Regions from separate parts of the Triticum aestivum genome. Here region 1 is linked to region 2. A link is a contact called in public Hi-C data. All regions are on one chromosome and are shown on one strand. The core of a region is the stretch at or near the end of the contact, and the rest is flanking DNA. Distances in the headings are between cores, read along the strand shown.

Region 1 (4,537 bases), core at 403-2,902, 220 kb before region 2:
GGACTTTTGGATGAGTTGGCTGGAGCATGAATTCAATATGTTGAAATATATTGTTTGTCTCCCTCCATCAATTCGGACTTTTGAATGAGCTGGCTGGAGCATGAATTCAATATGGTATCAGAGCTAAGTGGTCTTTTGAAGACCCTGCCAACGCAATATTCAATAAAAACGATTCTACGGCCTACATCGATCCCATGTCTAAGGACTAACATAGCCTAGACGTGGGGGGGGGGGGTGTTGAAATATATTGCCCGCCTTACTTCATCAATTTAGACTTTTGGATGAGTATTCAATAATACAAGCATAACATAAAATTGTTCTTGGCTAGAAAATAAATCTGCTCATGGCATCCTGTTGGTAAAATATTTATTATTGTAAATTTGTAATGACTAAATAAGAAAAACAATATGAACCATAACAAATACTGAAGGAGGGATGTTGGAAGTGGCTGATATAGCCACCTGACAAACTTATCGCACTAAGATCAACTCTAACAGATCTCTAAGAATATCATTTAGGGAAGTATGGGCAAGAAAACGTCTTCGACAGATTAAGTAAATCCGGCCGTGACTTTCATCTGGTGACCTTCCCCTGAAGTTTTGGCGTGTTAGAAACCGCCCGAGACTTTATCACCCTCTATCCCGCACCGCCGCCGCTCCGTCCCCATGCCACCTCGCCGCCGCCGCGCTACCGCACCGCCTCACCACTCGCTGCTACTACCACACCGCCAGCCCAGTGCTCCTGCCCAACCACTGACTTGCCGAACCCAGGCCATTAGCTAGAAAAAGTTTAATAAAAATAAGAAAATAGGGAAAGAAGTTTCGAGGAGTTAGGATTTCTCTGCCTCCCGTCGGCGCTGCCGTTGGCTTGCCTCGTCGCCCGTGGCTTTAGAACCATGGGGGCGTGCCGGTGGGAGGGCTTCGTTTTAAAATCTTTCTTCAAGTTTTGTTAGTGGTTGTGTCCTATTCAGGAAGGCAAGACGGCGGCGGCTCCGTGAAGATGGAATAAGGTTCTTCCCGCTTAGCCTCCATTCCGATGGTGCGTCTAGCATGGTCGGTGGGCTTGTGAAGGTGCATCCCCGGTGGATCTATCATTGGTGGATTTGCTCGGATCTAATCGTTGTTCGTCTATGTTCGTGTACATGTTTTTCTCATTACACACGAAAGTATGTGGTTGCTGTTATGGTGTGTTGGTCCTAGGTGGCCTTAGCACGACGATTTTCCGACTGTCTATTACAAAAGTTTTGCCTGGCTCCGGCTAGGGAGGAGCGATGACAGCGGCGCGCCTTCGGTTCGGCTCAATGCTTGTAGTTGTCGCTAGATGACTTACGGATCGATTTTTATTATTTCTAGTGTTAGTTGTACTACCATGGTTAATGATTAATGGATAGAAAATTTTCTAAAAAAAGAAGTTTCAAGGAGTTGACAAAAAGTTTCTCTCTGGAAACTTATCCTAAATTTACTCTCTGAGAGTCTTTTTTAGGGAAATTGCCGGTGTTGCTCTAAGAGTCCGTCCACCGTACTCATCGACCCAGCGCGCAAAATACAACGCGTCCGCACCGTCGTGAAGAGACATCCTCCGTACGTGGGCGCGGCAGCAGAGCACGACACCTGACCCATCACGACGTTCCCCTGGCCGGTGTGGACTCAGGACGGCCGCGTACACGACCGTACCCACGCCGCGCGCGGCCTTTTCCTATCGACGATGGCCCCCGGCTCGTAGGCCCTGCCGGCTGCCGGCGTTGTTCTGGTGCCGGCTGCTGCGACGTTAGTATCGTGTCCAGCGGTGATGCCGGGCGATTTCCGGGTTGAGAAAATGACTCGTTAAGTTGTTATCCAGTGACCCCTGCACCGGTGCATTTACATGTTTTTCTAGTGGCCGTGCATGCTTTCTTGATCAGCATGGCATCATGTGCGCGAGCCATCAGGAATCCCTTTATTCTAGTCCACGGAAGTTCGTTTGACTTATCTATTATCATGCGGAGGATGGCATCACCGGCCAAAATAAAATATTTTACTCGTACTTAATTATGGAGAAACCTGCATCTGCATCCCATCCCATTGTCCTACCACTGGGCACTCCTGTTTGTGCGGTTCGATTTGACTAAATTAGCACACTTGTTTAAGTGACGCGTACCAGGTGTCGAGCAGCTGGAGGCGGGGATTGCACAGCACACGTGGAAGAACACTGTCAAAGCATTATTTATGTACTTAATCACTGCCCACCTAAGATACTAACCCGGGTTCACATCACGACACGTGTCCCGCTTTAGTCATTCACCTTCTTATCGACGATTTTTTAGACTAGCCACGATGGGTAGTAACATAGACTAGTAACATAGGCATACTAACCCGGGTTCACGTCACAATGCATATGTTACTAGTCTATATTACTACCTCTATAATGCATAGTATCATAGATTAGTATCATAGGTGGTCTCATTTATTGCCATGCATGACACATAGTAGCATCATATTTATTATGTTACGATATCTACCTATGTTACTATAACCATCTCTTTTTTTAAATTGCCTGCCACATAAGCATGTTTGCGAGTCCCAAGTGCATGATACTACTTATGTTACCCCACTATGGCCAACCTAGTGGGGAGTAACATATGTGTGGTAACATGCAACACTTCATTTATTAGGCTATAGACTCATCTTGCCTTGATATGTGTGATGTTACTCATACTACTAGTAACTAGCTATGTTACCACATGTCTCTCTTTCTTCATTTATTGCTTGCCACATCATCTATGTTATTTAGATATGTGTGATGTTACTACCTATGTTACTCCCATTGTGGGTAGTCTTAGTCAATGGCCAGCGCTACCGCATTGGCTGGCCGATCTTTGGGAAATGTCGTCTAGGTCTCGAGCTGTCCTACCGTGTGATCGCCCCTCTTATTTGCCTTTCATTCCGATATGATCCATGTTGCAAACCCCTCGTTTCAACACGGTCCATGTGTTGCAAAGCTCGTTGTAGAAATACCTTCAATGAGTCCTAGCACGATTCATGCTGCAAAGGACCTCTCGTGAGTCCTCTCTTGCAACACGACCACCGTCACAAAGCACCTACGGCGAGGACCCCCTGGCTTGCAACTGTCCCGCTGTCGTTGCATCGGCTTTGCATGGTCGGTGGTGTGCAGCAAACGCAACCGTGGGCGTCGCGCACGTGCATCTTGGCGGGGACAAAATTCGAGACATGGGTGAAAGGAGAACACTACTCCTGCAATACACAGGGCGGTGGCAACAAGGTCTCCACAGTTGGCCCCCAACGGCGGTAGTGTCTCGGATCACCATGATGTGTGGACATAAGACAAGAGATGGATGGCGGGGAAGAAGAGATAAGGATGGATGATTTCACAGGGAAGAGAGGCTCATGCCCACCGGGACGTACGGTGGGCGCATAAGACAGTCGAACAGACCGGGGGGGGGGTTCAAGTTGATGGACGGGAGTGTTTTTCTTAAGTCAGTTCTTTTGATCAACTAGGCGTGTGTTATACGTGCGCGCCTTTGATCAAGTTTGATCATATCCAAAATGATCGCAGTTAGACTCAAGGCTATTCTTTTGGGGTTATTTCTCATTCAAAGCGCATTCGTGCCAGGTAGACTCATCGTGCCAGGTAGACTCATCGAATGCGGGAATGACCACGATGGTGTCAGCCCACAAAGGAACCATCGACAACTCCATACCACCAAGCGCAGTTCTCCCTTGTAAGGGCATCTCCAAAGTAGATCCTCAAACCGCCCGCAACCGTCCGAACTGCGTGGTCCGGACATGTTGAGCCATCCAACATGGGCCTGTATCGGTCCGCTAGCGGTCCGGACATACTTTCTTTGGCAATCCCGAGACAAATTGGCGGGGAAGGGGGAGGGCTTTATGGGAGTCCGCACAACAGCCACATAGGACTTCGACACCCCAGCCCACCCAAAACCCCTCCTGGACCCCGCGTCTCCATCCTCCCATTTTTCTCTCCGTCAGTTTTTCTCTCCTGCCTTCGCCACCGCTCCACCACCCCGACCGCCACGCCGCACCTTTGTTAGAACTCGACGAGTCCGTCACCTCCAACGGTACACCCAGTCTCCACACCGCTTCTCCGCCGCCGTTCCTCACCTCTCCTCCGACCGCCGCACACGTACCATCCGCTCCTACGATGCTCACCATGCCCAATAACTGTTCGGTGAATGCCCGAGCTAAATATTTTTGCCCCTTCTTCTTTGAAGCAATGAATTCGGATATGGAGAACATATACGAGCACTATGTTGAGTCGTCGGACGGCTTGTCCTACGAGGAGGACTACACGGATGAGATGTCGATGATGCAGACGGTGCTTGCAGACGTGGAGCTTGCGGAGGAGCATGTTCTAAATTTCAAGGGGTTGATCATGGGTCATCGAGTGCTCAAACGCAACCGGGCATGTGGCCATTTGACATTGATGGATGACTACTTTGCCTCTGATGCCCTCTTTGCTGACAATTTTCGCTGCCACTTTCGAATGCGCAAAAATGTCTTCGATCATCTCTACCATGGCG
Region 2 (4,586 bases), core at 1,922-4,421:
CCTTCAGCGGCTGACTGCTCGTCTTTGTGATGAGTTCACCCTCAAGGACCTGGGGCCCCTGCACTACTTTATTGGCATCGAGGTGATCCGCCGGGCTGATGGTTTCTTTCTGCATCAGCAGAAGTACGACCACGAGCTCCTGGAGCGTGCCGGTATGCTTAACTGCAAGCCGGCGCCCACCCCCATCGACACGAAGGCGAAGGTCTCTGCTATGGAGGGGCCTCTCGCGTCCGATGGAGTGTTTTATTGCTCTATTGTCGGTGCTTTACAGTACTTGATGCTGACTTGACCCGACCTGCAGCATGCTGTTCAGCAGGTGTGCCTCCACATGCACGCCCCACGTGACTCTCACTGGACCTTGGTGAAGCGTATTCTCCGTTATATACGCGGCACCATGTCCTTGGGACTCACCCTGACGGCCTCCGCCTCCACCGACCTCATGGCCTACTCGGATGCCAACTGGGTTGGCTGCCCCGACACGCGTCGCTCTACGTTAGGTTACTGCGTCTATCTTGGGCCCTTGTTGATCTCTTGGTCATTGAAGCGGCAACCCACGGTCTCCCGCTCCAGCCCCGAGGCAGAGTATCGCCCCGTGGCCAATGTCGTGGCCGAATGCTCTTTGATACGCCAGCTGCTACAGGAGTTGCTTTGTGATGTTCACAAGGCCACTCTTGTCTACTGCGATAACGTCAGCGCGGTCTAACTCTCCGCCAACCCGGTGCACCATCGACGGATGAAGCATATTGAGCTCGATATTCACTTCGTGCGCGAGCAGGTTGCCCTTGGACGTGTTCGGGTTCTTCACGTGCCGACGACGCAACAGTTTGCTGATGTGGTGACTAAGGGATTGCCTACTCCCGTCTTCAAAGAGTTTCGGTCCAGCCTATGTGTCTCTGGTGACGCTTCGACTGCGGGGGGTGTTGAGTATGTATTTTGTATTGCACGTGTATTGAAGTTGTGGCCCACCTCCTAGTCTTGTATAGTTGAGGTAGAGGCCTTCCCTTGTATTATATATGCGTACACCAGCACCCCATCAATACATCGTATTGCAAATTACCTGTCTACATCCAATGACCTGGATTGCTTCAATGTCGAGCGCTCAACACGTTTAGCGTGCAGTTAATTTCATGCCAAATATAGTGCTAATCACATAATAACACGTAAATAATATCCTACTTAATATCCGCATGCATTTAATATACTTTCAAATTAACGTGCATTGCACGTACACATTGACTAGTTGATAGAAGGGGTAGAATGAGTACATAGAGATACAACACATGACACGAACGCAGGCAGGCGTGAACATGATGCCTGGAGTAGAGAGACAAGGGATGCTCGGCCCGAACAGAAGATACATCACTACTAGACATGCCAAGCCCGAACCACGAGCGACAATGCCGAATCAACAAGAATTCCAACATCACCCGAACCAACACCGGGGACACCGCGAGCAAGCTAGATAGCGCCTTCAAGAAGGAGGACGACGTCGAGACGCCGTCGCCATCCGGTCCGGGGTAAGCAAACCTAGGGTTTCCCTTGAGCTCGAAGAGGGGCAATGTTGAAGGCCTTGGAAGCGCCTCCAAGAAGGAAACGACACTCGCGGGCGCCGTCACTGCTAGCACCGGTAAACCGAGCAGGGATCTTTCCCTGGCCTGAAGCTGAGCAATCCCATAGCCGCCGAGTCTGGAATCGAAGATGAGGAAGTCCACGTTGGTCGGAATCGCCATGTCGGGAAGGGGTTGGCGGGGCTGCACTTGCCGTCGGACGGTGGCACCGCCTCCGCACCCACGAGCGTTGGATCCGGCAAAAGGGGGAGGCTTTGAGACCTCCGGGGTAGGGCAGGCGACGAAGTAAGCCACACGGAGGGCATGGGACGACGACGTCCAGCAACGCCGACAAACTAGGACTGGAGAGACGCAGATCCGAGCTACCGTGGCCTTAGCCGTCGAGACATCGGCGCGCCAGGTAAGCTGGAAGGGACGCAGCTACCTGATGACCGAGGCCGGAGCTGCCCGGCAAAGAACACCGGCAGCGAAGGACACCGGAGAGACGCGGGCCTAAACCGTCGGGGCCGAAACAGTGCCAGCGGGTACCTGCCGCGAGGAGCTTCATGTCTACCACAACCAAAGATGCATCGCCACGTCCCAGCGAGAGCAGTCATCATGGCTCAAGGAGGAGGAGGGCCGCCGGAGAAGAACGCTAGGAGCGCCGGAACCGCCGCCGGCCGGCAAGCTCGTGCAGCAGCTGGTGGAGGGCGCGCCGGGTGGGGTCCCGGGGAGGAGAGGCGCAACAAGGACGGCGCGCCCGCCGCGAGGAAGCCGGCTGGGGAGCAGCACAACGGCTGGGAAGGGCCCCGGTCCAATTGGAGGCAGACCGGGACGACGAGCCACGAGCCGGGACGAGGCCACTCGCGGCAGCAGCAAGCTGAGGAAGAGCCGCCGGGAGCCGCCGTGGGAGGCCGGCTCCGCCGGTGGGGGCTACTGGCGCCGCCAGGGACGGATCTGGGGGATGTGGCGGGTCAGGAGGCCCGCTGAGCAGGGGGAACGGCCCCGCTGTCGCCATCCCAGGGCCCGGCGCGGCTTCGCCGGCCGGCCCTCCGGCGACGGCGACACGAGGTAGGCGGGAGGAGGGGTGGCGGGCCGGCGGTGGCTCGAATCCCCCGTGTCGCCCAGGTCGGGCGACGCGAGGGTCGGGCTATCACCTCTTCGATGTGGCTAGTTCACGGTTGTAGGTCTCCGTTTTGGTCCATCTATGATGTGCTTGGTGGGTGACTGTGTGGTGTTGCCGTTCATCGGCAATTTGTATCTTGACTTGGGTGTATGTGTTGCGTGTGGTGATGGCTTGTTGTTTACGGTTGCTTGTATGTCGATCGCTGATTTATATAAAAAACAGCGCAAAAACGTCTAGACATACGATTGGATACATGGGTCCAATTGGATGGCTTTTTAGTCGGGGCAGTATCCAGGCTATCCATGATGACATATATTTGGAGTTTTGGAGATGCTGTAAATGAGTGAATATATTTTCTTGATTTTTAGACAAAGGAAAAACACTACTGGAGTTTTTGGCCTGAAAGGAATCTTCAGGTACCCACAGAGGCTACAGCTGCTGCAGTAAAGCTGGTAGCAGGAAACCCCGCATATTTTACTCGTGCTGAAATGAATTAACGGCAAGCCGCAAAAGTGGTCAGTCGGACCGTCGAAGCACCACATCAGAATATCAGGGCTACTAGTACACCTCGCAGGTCCAGAGACAAAAGAGGACTCAAACCCCGAAAATTCAATGGCGTGCTCGTGCTCGCATGCTCACGTTATCGCCAGGCGTCCACTCTTGACGGGATGCGGGATGGCCGCGGTATTTCAGGGGTGCCTACGCCGATCATTTAATGCATAAGCTGGATGGAAGAGCCAACGTAGATACGGTGCATGCAGACAGACATGTAAAGGCTCAGCGATGGCGTTTGGACACTGTACCAATGGTGGGATTTGGCATTAACTACAATTAATTTCTTTCCTATTTTTTCCTAACAACTTCTTCCCAAATCTAGGAATGATTAATTAAGCCATTTTATTTGTTTCCAATCGTGAGGGACAATGGTTCCAAATCAACATCGTTGCTTCCCAAAAAGATTTGCTTCGTAGGAACTGGATCATTTGCTTCCTAAAATTTTCTTCGCTTCCTATGAAGTTTTCAGTCGTGTGGAATTTTTTTCTTGTTTGCTTCCAACGCTGTATTTTACTAAACAAGAACGTTGGTTTCCAAAAAATATTTTGCTTGGTACGAACCAGTATTGTTGCTTCTTATAAAAATTTGGTATGAACCGGGATTGTTTTCTTCCTAAAATTTTCTTTGCCTCCTAAAAAGTTTTCAGTCGCGAGGATTATTTTTGCTTGCTTCGTACGCTGTTTTCAATTGTGGAGATCCTTGCAAAAACTTCAGTTTGGTTTATTTTTTGTTTTTGACTGTCCCTGAAGTTCCAAAAACTTCAGTTTCAAAAATATGTTCCATGCGACCAAAGGATTGTTTCGAGTGCGTGCATCCAACAAAATTAAATTTATTTCCACCAAACATTAATAAATTAGAACTTGCTTCAGAAGAAATACAATTTGCTTCCATAGAAGTTGCTTCGAACAACATGAATGAATTATATGTTTTTGTTGTCACGACACAATACAAATCACAACCGAGAGTGGTCGCACATCCGTCCAGGTCTAGATTGTCTAAGCATTTTTCACTCTCTTCCATACTGATTGGTGGCCCAACTTTTGACTTTGATGGCAAAAGGAAGAGTGGAACCATCAAATTCAAAAAATGTTCATGATTTTAGAAAATGTTTGAAAATCTGTAAAATATGTTCACGATTTCGGAGATGTTCATGAGTTTAAAAAAAGTTCATGATTTTCAAAAAATATTCACGATTTTACAAAAATGAGAGTGATAGTGTATCTCGGTGATGAAGCAAAATATGGTCATGGCCATTGGACATTATGATTTTTGTTTTCCCGTTGCAACGCACGGATAGTTTTGCTATAATTACAAAAGAAGGACAAATTTGGAGTGTCGGATTTCCATTACATCGATGA

Evidence for each region. Hi-C and Micro-C count contacts between places; a contact is called where the count stands out from the background.
Region 1: a contact with region 2 is called in a Hi-C map of leaf, with 3 times the contacts expected there. The contact joins two enhancer-like sites. A contact is called at or near these places in 2 of 5 Hi-C or Micro-C datasets (both in leaf).

What each region holds. Positions count from the first base shown.
Region 1 is chr5D:220,940,511-220,945,047 of IWGSC CS RefSeq v2.1, reverse strand. No RefSeq gene overlaps it. Among protein-coding and RNA genes, the nearest start is that of LOC123120222, 100 kb to the left of the region's middle. Within about 2 kb of position 1,652, at least 4 of the 8 cell types and tissues checked have an H3K27ac peak or open chromatin away from gene starts, as enhancers often do. A contact at or near this core is called in leaf, where this site is marked.
Region 2 is chr5D:220,719,611-220,724,196 of IWGSC CS RefSeq v2.1, reverse strand. No RefSeq gene overlaps it. Among protein-coding and RNA genes, the nearest start is that of LOC123120219, 28 kb to the left of the region's middle. Within about 2 kb of position 3,171, at least 1 of the 8 cell types and tissues checked has an H3K27ac peak or open chromatin away from gene starts, as enhancers often do. A contact at or near this core is called in leaf, where this site is marked.